Linked DNA regions of Mus musculus: region 2 is linked to region 1. A link is a contact called in public promoter capture Hi-C data. All regions are on one chromosome and are shown on one strand. The core of a region is the stretch at or near the end of the contact, and the rest is flanking DNA. Distances in the headings are between cores, read along the strand shown.

Region 1 (5,633 bases), core at 627-3,126:
AAGAACTATTTTCAAACTGACACAGAATAATTTTATTGGTTGGGGCTGGAGAGATGGCTCAGGGGTTAAGAACGGAGAGACCTGGTTCAATTTCTAGCACTTATATGGTGGTTCCCAGCTGTCTAGAACACCAGTTCGGGTATCCAACATCCTCTTCCAGCCTCTTTGGGTACCAGACACCCGAGTGGTACACATACATATATGTAGGCAAAACACTCATATATGTTAAAAAAAAAAACTATTTTAAAAATTGTATTTATTTATGGGATACAATGCAGTTCTTTGGTAAGTGTCCCTGTTACAACTATCACCCCAAGTTTTCAACCACTTATTTGTCAATGAATCATTCGAAGCTCTTCTAGCTATTATGAAATGCACAGGGTACTGTAAAACGAGTCATTCACTGTGTAAAATGACATTAGACTTTCCTCTTCTCCATTTATGTCTGTAACCACTCACTAGTAGTCTCTAACCCTTCCTCTCTAGTCTCCCTCACCTGGATTTATTAATGCTTTGGATTCATTGAACTGGTAAGAATATTTTAGCAGGATATTCAGATACCAATTACCTTGTGAATGTGGGGTTCCTGTATGGAGTATTTGTAGTCTAGATTCTATTAACACCCACATTGTCAAATGTTAATTTTTAAGCAACATATTCAAAACAAACAACAAATTACTATGTATCTACTACTACACAAGGAGTCTACTGCTACATAAGATTTGTCTTCTTTGTTTGAGAAGGCATTTTTGGAACACCAGGCTAGTCTCAAACTCTGACATCAGCCTGCCTCTGCCACCCTAACACTGGGATTAAAGGCGTACACCACTACCGCCAGGTGGGATTTATCTTCTAATCCTTACTCTACCACGTTCACCAAGCTAGGGTGCTCTTTTTCCTTTTTCATCTGGACACATTACAGAGTTGGAAAGTTCAATGACAGGTGATTTATAGGACCTATTCCTTCCGACTTTGATATTTTGCAAAGCAAACAAACCACCACCACCAATAACAACAACAACAAAAACCAAAACACAAACTACAAAATTCTGATTGACATGAGGATGCTCAAAAATATTGTATATCCCTCAACAACAGACTGAGGAGTGACTTCACTGAGCATTATGGACAGAAACCGAAACACCAGGGTCATTCATTTTTCTGTAGAGATTTTACTTACTCGATCGACCCTTTCCACGAGACCACAAGTTTTCAAATTTAAAGGCGTTCAGATTTGAAGACAGAATAACTCGACACACAAGCGCTAAGCCACACAAGGGATTTAAGGACGGCCAAGTGCTCTAGGGTCGTGGACCAAGGACACTCATCTTACCAAGGAAATCTAGGAAGACCTAAATACAAAAATGACAAATGAGGGAAGCGGGAGGCTGAGTCTCACGTAACCCATTCGTGCTTGCTGGCCATAAGGTTGCCCAGTGCTATCTGGCAGGGGAACCACCAACGTGGGACATCCGGACAGGCGAAGAAGGTTCTCAGAGCAAAGGACACGTGCGAAGTCTGGGTGCTCCACGTCGTGACCTGCGCCGGGACAGGGGTGTCTAGTCCTGGGTTCTCACCTCTTGGTCCTCGTTGGCACCCATCGTGCCGGGCGCACGGCGTTCGCTACCGCGATGAACGGGCGGGCAGCGGGCGGGAGGCCGGGGCACCCCGTTTCCGCGCCTCGGTCTAGAGAAATCCTCCTCGCAGCCGTGGGTACGACCTCGTGCGCTCCAGATCCTCGGCAGCACCAAGCCACCGGCAGTCGATTGTGGGCCGGGAACCCAGGATCGCGTTATGTGTGATCGGGAACCGGGATCACGTTAAGGGACACCTAGACCTCTGACCAGTTACTGATGGGCGGTACCGAGGAAGCCCCGCCCCTTCTCACGATCGCGTCTCCTATTGGCTCCTTCTCTTTCCGCCCCCAACTCTTTCTCCTCTAGGAAATGGAACACCTTCCTAACAAGGAAACCCGTTCTATTCCAGGACTGGTGTGGAGTGCTGTCACTCAAGCCCAGGAAGTGCTTCCTGTGCCAGCGGAGGCGGGGAAAAGGAAGTGTCGCCTTCTGTCGCCCGGTCTGCGGCTGGGGCTGTTGCTTGTCGGTGGCCGCATTCCTAGACGCCCCTGCCTGGCTCTCTTGCCTCTTTCGGGGCTGACGGCGACTCGCCGCAGCTGCAGCGGGTCCAGGGCGTGCGGCCAGGGTGAGTTGGGCCCAGAGACCTTCCAGGCCAGGCTATCCCGGCTGGCTTGGTGGCCTGCGTTTCCCCTTGGCGTCCACCGATGCAATCTTGGCGTTTCTCCTTCCCCTGCAAAGAATTATTGCCAGAGAGGTGGGAGTGGTGGAGGAAAATAATGTCAGTTTCTAGGACTTTGAGGTTATTCTCCTTGCCCAGTGGCAGCTACTAGAGCCTAATGCTGAGATCCTAGGGACAGCCCTTTGGTTCTTCATTTGAGCGTTTTGCAATCGGATGTCTCTGAATCCTTGCTTGTTAGCCGGTGACTTGCATCCCAAACCACCTGTTTATTGATAGCCGTCTTCTTTAGTAGATACTCTGATTGGGTTAGCTTGTTTCTCTTCTATGATAGATTGCACTGACGAGGTGATCTGGTGCTGAGGACTTAACTTTGTACTTCTCCATGTTCCCTCTCTGTCAATGGTTTGCTTGGTTTCTCCATTATTTTCCGGGAAATCAGGAAGCGATTTCTTTCCTGTGTGTCACTGAAATCTATTCAGTCAACACTTGTCCTGTTCCGTTCCTTTTTAAATTTTCCTACAGCATAGTCAGGACCATTGCAAGTGTCCAAGCTTGTAAGGTAGAATAAAGCCGGGATTGCTGGTGTAGTTTTCATGACGTTGTTGGAAAAGATTTACACTGTCAGCTGTGAGAGCCAGTAACTAAGGGAAGGCTAGAGAGCACTTGAAATCTGCTAGTTTAACGGAGGGTGTGCAGTTCCTATAAAATACGCACAGGCTTGAAGACAATGCACAAATAGGTTTTTACAAGTTCATCGATAACTTATAATGATGTTTGGAAAATATTGTTGGCTAAAATAGAATATATCTAAAATCCCACATCTTTCTTTTTCTTTTGGGGGGGAGTTGGGAGGCTGTCTTTGATATCTCCATAGCCCTGGCTGGCCTGAAACTGCCCCCTGCCTCTGCCTCTCCAATGATGGGTTTTCAGGAGTGCTTTCTGAGCCAACTTCTCTTTTCCCTTCTAACATAACTGCTGGAAATTTTGACTTTTTTTTTCTTTGATTCATGCTGTATACCTCTCAGGTGGTGCTAATTTTAAAACTTTGCAAGTTTATTCTACTTCCCCTTATAGCCGGTCAATATTCAAGGGCCACAGCTATTTCTTTGGAGCCTCTAAGATCAAGGGAAAAGGCCCTTTCACATTCTCATCTAGACTGTTTGGTTTTAGGCAGATATGGTAGCCATATTATATTTTGACCACTTCTATTTTGCTCTTCATCTTACTCCCCAGAAGCTGTGGATTTCTTTGCCCTCATAGCACAACCCTCCCCAAAGGTCTTTTGAAGCAGTTCTGCAAGCTTATGGTGTAGATACATCATTTCTGGCAAGCTTTCCAACTCATGTTGCACTATCCATTGTTCCTTTAGCGTTTGAGTGTGAGGTAGCTAATTAGTAAAGGTGATTAGCGTTTCAGGTAGAAATAATCCACATTTTAGGGACCAGGTGGCATTTACACTAAAAGTTTCCCAGAGATTACCTTGTGGTGTGTATAATGTGATGATGGCGATCACTGTTTAAAAAAGCAGGTGATAAATCCTGTCAGAAATAAGGAACTGTTTTAAATAGATAGTGACCCTTTTGATTGGAATAAGCACCTTTTTTGTACAGTCATTTTGTAAAGTTAATGCATACCTGCGTTTATTGTAGACTTAACGAAAGGACACAATACCAACATGCCCTAGGGATTTCCATTCATTACTGGTGTCTCTCTTAGACATTTTCCTTTACCTATTATGTCATCCTATATTATGAAAATCAAAAAAGCAGCTATTAAATAATTCACACTTTATATGAATTATATTCTAAGTATTGAGAAATTAGATAATTGTAATTCCAAAGAAATCAGAGAAAGTTAGATTTTTATATATATATATATATATATGTAAGTCAATAGCTTTTTAACTTTTATTGACTGTGGTTGATAACGGGGCACGTATATGACTTGAATATTTTTAATAAGATTTTTGAGACAGAGTCTTACTTTACTGTTTTACACCAGCCTGTCTTGGACACTTGGTCCTCCTGTATCAGCCTCCTGCACTCTGGGATTTCAGCATGTGCCAGCATACCAGGCTGGAACTACTTTAATTTCCTCACTTACCGGCTTTCTTAGTCTGTTCATTCCACACTTTGATATACATTTTGAAAGATTACTGGAAATAGAGAATTTATCTGAAAACTGAGTACAACCTTTTCTGTGAAATTGAAATTGTGCAATTAGTAATTTTAATAAATCTGACTTAGTAATTAAAGTTTTCACGTTGCTCTTTTCTATTTGCTTGACTGTGTATATACAAAGCCTTTTGTCTTTTTGCAGTGTTTATAATTAGGTAGTGATGTTGGTTTTTAAAATTAATTATGCCTATCTTGGCATTTGTGTTTCAGATTTTTCCTTGACGCCCTCAGCATGAGCCCCACACAGTGGGACTTCCCTGTGGAGTTATGTTGCCGGCCGATGGCTTTTGTTACACTCACTGGCCTTGATGTTGTCTATAATGCTGTCCATCGAGCAGTCTGGGATGCTTTCTGTGCCAATCGGAGAGCTGACCGGGTACCAATTTCTTTCAAGGTGCTCCCAGGTGACCATGAATATCCAAAATGTAGATCAAAGGTAATGACATAAGATCACTTGCATTCATTCACAGCCCTGTCCTCTTCCTCCTACCAATCCTATCCCAATTATGTGTGCTATAAAACCCCTGGGTTTATCAGGGTAAAGGTCATGGTTGTGCCTAAGGAAAAACGGGTATTTTCATACACTATGGAATATATGCATATGCTTAATAACGCCTAATTTTAACCTCAAGCTGATTAATTGCAATGGTTTCTATACTATGAACGTACATCTTTTTCTTTTTAAAAAATAAATTTATTGGGCTGGAGAGATGGCTCAGTGGTTAAGAGCACTGACTGCTCTTCCAGAGGTCCTGAGTTCAATTCCCAGCAACCACACGATGGCTCAAAACCATCCGTAATGGAATTCAATACACTCTCCTGGTGTGTCTGAAGACAGCTACAGTGTACTCCCATACATAGACTAAATCTTTAAAAAAATTAATTTAGAGAGAGAGAGAGATTGTGTGTGTGTGTGTGTGTGTGTAGGTCTGATAACAACTTGTAGTGTTAGTTTTCTTCCAGTTTTGAGCTCAGGAACTCCCAGGCTTTGCAGAAAGTGTCCGTTCTACCTCCCCATCCCACTTTCCTTTTCATTGACCCCCAGCCCCACGTCTCCATAGTTTAGTAATCTTCTTAAAAGGAAGATGTGGGGCTACCCGTTCCTCATTGCTGGCATCGTGTGGAATCCATGGCCTTTACACTTGGGTTCAGCTTCCCCCATTTTTAAACCATTTTTATTTTATCCACAGGGAAGGTGAA
Region 2 (5,756 bases), core at 1,177-3,676, 1.4 Mb after region 1:
GTATAAAAATTGAAAAGTGCATGCCACATTTGAAGTAATGTTTCATGAAATTTATTTCTATCTTTATATATATTCCATATAGTAGTACTTGATATAAAACTTGTTTCTTACTGGGGGGGGTCTCATCAATGAGTTTGAAATGTCACTGATCTATGGAAATTCCAAATTGTTACTAAATGGTAATATAAGAGAAATGGATGGAAATTTAAATTGAGTAGTCCTGGAGTTTCAAGTGTTAAGGGCAATATTATCTCATCTAGGATAAGTACTTCCCAAATGGATAGACCCAGCACTAAATCAACCTAAAAATACATTGTACGAGCTCTAACGTAAATCTCTTGAAATTGAAGAATTTCATACTAGACAAAAAAAAAAATCACTAAATGATGAGATAGTTTGCAGAATCGTAGCCATAACCGAAAAGTCAGTTTAGGACCACTGAGATCACTGGGTCAGTAATGGTGCTTGCTACCAAGCCTGCCAGCCTGAGTTTGGTTCCTGGGACTTACAGGATGGAACAGGAGAACTAAGCCCTGGTCCTCCCAACCTCCACAAGTACTAATGAGTGTGTCCCCCAATAAGTTTATTAAAGAAAAAAGCAGTCATCATCGTAACAGAAGTTATTAATGGTTTGCTCAGAAACAGTAGTACATCTTGACTAACAGACATGTGACATCTTACTGAAGTGTATGCTTAGGTTTATTCAGAAGTAGGTTGGGTGAGATAGAAAAGCTTAAATAGTTCCAGTGCTCCAGTTGGGGGGAGGAGAGGGCGCTGGCGTGTGTTTGTAAACATGGTGCTGAGGTGGTGGATCCTTAAGGACTTGCTGGCCAGCCAGTCTTCTACTTGGTGAGTTCTAGGCCAAACAAGGCCATTTCTCAAAAGAGACGGTGAATGGCACCGGATGAAGGACACAGGAAATTGTACTGTGGTCTTCCACACTGATGCTGTCTCGTCTAATTAGTTTCTAGGGGTCCAAGAGCAGAACGGGAAGAGATTTGTCTAAAACTTTGCCTACGGGAGTCTCCTCACGAGACTGGCTAGCGTTGGACCCCTTATAGCGTGTGCTTATAAATCAACTACTAGTGAAGCCAAATTAAGAGGATCACCTGAGCTCTGGAGAAAGATGGAGAGAGGAGAGGATGGGGCGAGGAGGAGGTGGAGGTATAGCCACTCTTACCAGACTGGGCGCTCCAGAGGTCTTTCTTGTTCACCTTTATACATCCAGTGTCTAGAAAAAGACCTACAACAGTTGGGTTTATCCCACAAAGAGGTCTGGAGATTTAAGGCTCAGCCCAGGTTCTTACTCTGCCTCCTATGTAAACAGAATAAAACCATCATGTTTCCAGCGTATTTTGATAATGTCCCTCTCTCCGCTGGAGAGGTGGCCCACTGCCTAGTGTATGTCAAATTTCTGGTGTTTATAGTCAGAATTTCTATTGGGCAAGAGTGGCTGTACACACACAAACTTAAGTTCCAGGAAAACTTAGCGGACGATCTCCCTCATTAACGATTCTTTTGCCAAAATTTACATCAAGGTTGCTTCTAATTCAACTTACATTCGGGAATAGGCAAGAAAAATTGTAGCTTTATAGGATCGTTAAGATTATCTTACAACACACGGGAGAAGGATAAAAATCAAAGGATGGTTCATGAGACTCTAACAACCCTCTGGTGGATCGAGCCAGGTTGCTGTCAAAGCTACCTGGAAGTTACTTGGAGAGTGATGTTTTAGCTTATGCAGAACTAGCAGTAGAAATAACAGCGCTTTCCCAATACACCAGAAAGAATACTCGAATAACCTGTCATTAAAAACGGCATTTTGTACATTTGAGATAAGTCCTTATCTGTCGATATGGACACAATAGGGCACCAAATTAAGCATACAAAAATCTTGGCTCAAACTGAACACCTGGTTTTCAGGAGTCTGGGGCTTCTTCCAGGACCCCAGTCGGTTGCCTCTTCACACTCAGTGCCTCAGAGCTGTGGGTTCGGGTTCAAGCGCCCGGAGAGGGGCAGCCGTGGGCTCGGACCCCGACTCCACGCCTCCTCTCGCGTCCTGCGGGCCGGGCTATCGTTTTTTTTTTTTTTTTTTTTTTTTTAATAGCGGTTACCACGTCGCTCGCCCTGCGGGCTAGCGAGGCCGAGGTGGCGGCGCCTAGGGCTGAGGACAGCCTGTGTCCCCCCCACCGTGGAGGCTCGGCGGTACCCACCCCGGGTGCTCGCCTCCGTCGGGCACTGAACCGGGGAAACGGACCCCGAACGCAGGGGAGGGCCGTCTCGCCCGCTGGAGACCGACCGGATGCGGAAGCCCGAGCGCCGCTCACCTGCGAACTGTGGCCGCCACGGACTCTTGCGCCCCGCGGAGCGTTCGGGTTCTCGCTCGCTCTGCGCACGCGCAGCCACACCTCCACCGTTCTCCCTCCCCCGCGGTAGAAGCTAACGGAGACCGGCGCACGCCTGAGCGCGGGCGGAAGCTCCGGGGGTTGGACTCAGCGGAAGGGGAAAGGCGGGGCGAGCGCGGAGCCGAGTCTCTGCCGGCGAGGGTGAGGGCTGCGCTCCTGTCGTCCGTAGTTCCGGGAGACCCGGTCAAAGTGATCAGGCCGGCGCTGCAGGGGCGACAGCTTCTCGGCAGGACCTCGCGAGGTCTCGGAGGCTCATGGAAAGGAGGCCACCAAGGCCTCCCTGTTGTCCAGGGCATCACCTGCTCGCCTACCCACGACGCTGCGGTAGGTCTAGACGTCCGGGATGGTTTCCTAAAAAGACGCTGTAATCTTGTAATTCTGTAACAAGATGACAATAATAAAAATGGAGGACGACTGTGTGTTTTGTTCGATTTTATTTCAGCAAAACGCTGTTTACACGAACCAGTCCTGGTGGCGGATGCCATTGGTCTCAGCACTTGGGAGTAGAGGGAGAGGAATCCCTGTGTTCTACATAGTGACTTCCAGGCCAGCCAGGGCTATATCGTGAGGCCCGTGTCAAAGGAGGAAAAAATTTCAAATTCAAGCATAGTTAATATGCACCGGGGCAGGTAACCCATAAAGGATGGCCCTTCTGATGGTGAAGGTCCACTTTAAGCAATATAAAAAATGATCTCTATAGACGGTTGAGTGCCTTAATTTCTTGTTGACACATCTAAGGGTCAGGAATGGCAGTACACTCCTGATCTCTATCCTCTAATCACCAGAGTACACGAATATGTTACTTTATCTGGCACAAGAATTTAGCTGATGCAATTAAATTTACATTATCCAGGAGCTCATTGTGTAATCAGCCACTATAAATCCCTATAAAAGGGAGAGGCAAAAGCTTCCAAGCCAGTTAGTTGTAGGAGCTGGGACACAAAATAGTTGAGTGATGTGTGGAAGAGTCAATGAGCCAAAGAATGCATGCATCTCTGGAAGACTGAAAAGAGGGGAGAAGTGGCTTCTACCCCGAAAGAACTCAAATATGCCTGGATTTTAGATTTCTGACCTCCACAGCTCCCTAATCCAAATCAATGAGTTGTTTTATACATCTAACTTTGTAGTAATTTGTTACAGCCATAATAAGTTCTCAGCACTTAAATAAAGGTACTAAGGAAGCAAGCACAAACTTAACATTATATCCTAGGGACTACGAGTGTATTGTTTGTCAGAGCCATGACAGAATAGCTAACACAGTGAGGAAAGATGTGTTGACTCACATTTTGAGAGGGTTCAGTCCTTCATGGCACTACAGAGCAGCAGTTTGTGGAATTATAAGACTGGAGAATCTGGCCTACAGGAAGAGGCCAGGGCAAGGTATAATGCTAGAGATACCTCTAGTGACCTTCTTCCACCTAGGCGCCACCTCCTCCCTATCACCACCTGCTAATAATGCCAGCATATTATGAATCCATCAAGGGTCACTTCATTGATGAGATCAGAGCCCACATGATGTCTCTGGAAATGCCCTCCAGACACACCCAGAGGTGAGCTTCACTAAGTGTCTAGGTGTCTAATCGTGTGTGTGTGTGTGTGTGTGTGTGTGTGATCACAACCACAGCCATCAGACTCAAGAAAGGACTCTTATTTTGAACAATATATTTTATATTTTTGGGGTCCTGATTATTAACAAAGAGAAACTTTTTTTCTTCATTTTGTTGGCTCAAAGACAGTATTTCACTTAATTTTTAACTAATGAAAAAATATTCTGTCAGGGTAGATATAAAGTGTTTGAGTAGACATTTCTCCAAAGAAGATACAAATAGCCAACAACACAAGAAAACACAGGGACTTCACTAAAAATGATTTGAACGAAAATAACCTCTATATGCATGTATTTGAATACTTGGTCCTCAGTTGGTGGAACTGTTTGGGAAGGAGTAAGGTGTGCCTTGTTGGAAGTGTGGCACTAGGGGTGAGCTTTGGCAAAGATCTCAAAAGCCTTCTACTGCTCTGCCTCCTGCTTTTGGATTAAGAAGGGAGTTGTCATCTGTCCCTGCTGCCATGCCATGCCTTTGCACTGCTATCATGGACTCTGACCCTCTGAAACTGGGAACCCAACTAATTGCTCTATTTTATAAGTTGCCTTGGTCACGTTGCTTTGACACAGCAATAAAAAAGTCGCTTAAGACACTACCCATTAAGGAACTGCATATCAAAATCTGTGAAGGCCTTTGAGATGATCGTGTCTGGTAGGTAAATGTGCTTGCCAGATGACTAGAATTAGATCCCAGAACACAAGAAAACATTCAAGGCCACGGAGACAGCACAACTGGTACAAAGTAATTCCAAAGGCAACCTGACAACCTGAATAGAACTTCTAGATTCCACAGTGGAAGTAAAAAACTGGCTACAACCTCACAACTTTTCTATGACACACCTGTGCTCACAAAGTTACCCTAGAACCACAGCTTCACTGTGGTACTTTGCTCTGTACCTGCACACCAAGCATACAAAGTCAGACAATGAGGTTCATTTTAGCCCCACTTGGAGAGTTACCATTTTAGAAGTAGCTGTTGCAAAAACTAGAAATAGACAACAAGATGGATAAGACTCAAAGAAATTGGAAGCCTTTTGCACAGTTGATACATAAGACAGCAGGATAGGAAATTATGGTATTTTCTTGAAAATAGTAAATAGAATTATATGAACTAGCAATTACATTTCAGGATATATGCTCAAAAGAATTCAAAGCAGCATCTTGGATATTTGTACATCTAGATTCATAGCATTGTTATTTATAATACTCAAAATATAAAAACAACCTGAGTCTATGAACATAAAATGTTGATACAGGCACTTGCATACACAGTGAAATTTTACCCAATCACGAAAAGGAACGAAATCCTAATACATGAAAGTTTAAGAAATGATGCTAAATGAAGAAAGCTAGTCAGAAAAGACAAATACATGATTCCATGTCTAAGAGGCTTAGAATAATGTAATTCATGCGAAGCGGTTCTGGGGAGGAGAATGGCAAGTTGTTTGATGGCAGAGCTTCTGTCCAGTTGCCTGGTAGAAAAAGTTTTGGACATGGTAGCGTAAGTTCTTTGGTGGCAGAGTATCTATGCAATTGCCTGCTAGAGGAATTCTGGAAATGGATAATGATTGTTACACAACATGAATGTATTTACTACTACACTGTGAAAATGGTTACTATGGTAAAATTTCAGTTTTGTGTATTTTACAATAAAAGCAATTGACTTTTTAAAAAAATATTTATTTATTATATGTAAGTACACTGTAGCTGTCTTCAGACACTCCAGAAGAGGACATCAGATTTTGTTA

The links. Promoter capture Hi-C pulls out the DNA fragments that hold promoters and counts their contacts.
Region 2: a promoter capture Hi-C map of pre-B cells shows a contact between it and region 1, with 11 times the contacts expected there. The contact joins the promoter of Cfap97 here to the promoter of Rwdd4a in region 1. A contact is called at or near these places in 7 of 39 promoter capture datasets (the C10 cell line, the HPC-7 cell line, hippocampal neurons and 3 more), 5 of 484 Hi-C or Micro-C datasets (B cells, CD4 T cells, CD8 T cells and 1 more), 2 of 115 datasets of contacts at active chromatin or transcription factors (fibro-adipogenic progenitors and microglia) and 2 of 9 other capture datasets (adipose tissue and liver).

What each region holds. Positions count from the first base shown.
Region 1 is chr8:47,529,888-47,535,520 of GRCm38.p6, reverse strand. Rwdd4a (RWD domain containing 4A) reads right to left here and starts at 1,876. Exons shown (of 8, transcript NM_203507.3): 1 at 1,578-1,876. The coding sequence starts at 1,601. Trappc11 (trafficking protein particle complex 11) reads left to right here and starts at 2,051. Exons shown (of 30, transcript NM_177240.3): 1 at 2,051-2,202; 2 at 4,644-4,869. The coding sequence starts at 4,666.
Region 2 is chr8:46,160,321-46,166,076 of GRCm38.p6, reverse strand. Cfap97 (cilia and flagella associated protein 97) reads right to left here and starts at 2,426. Exons shown (of 5, transcript NM_025747.4): 1 at 2,328-2,426.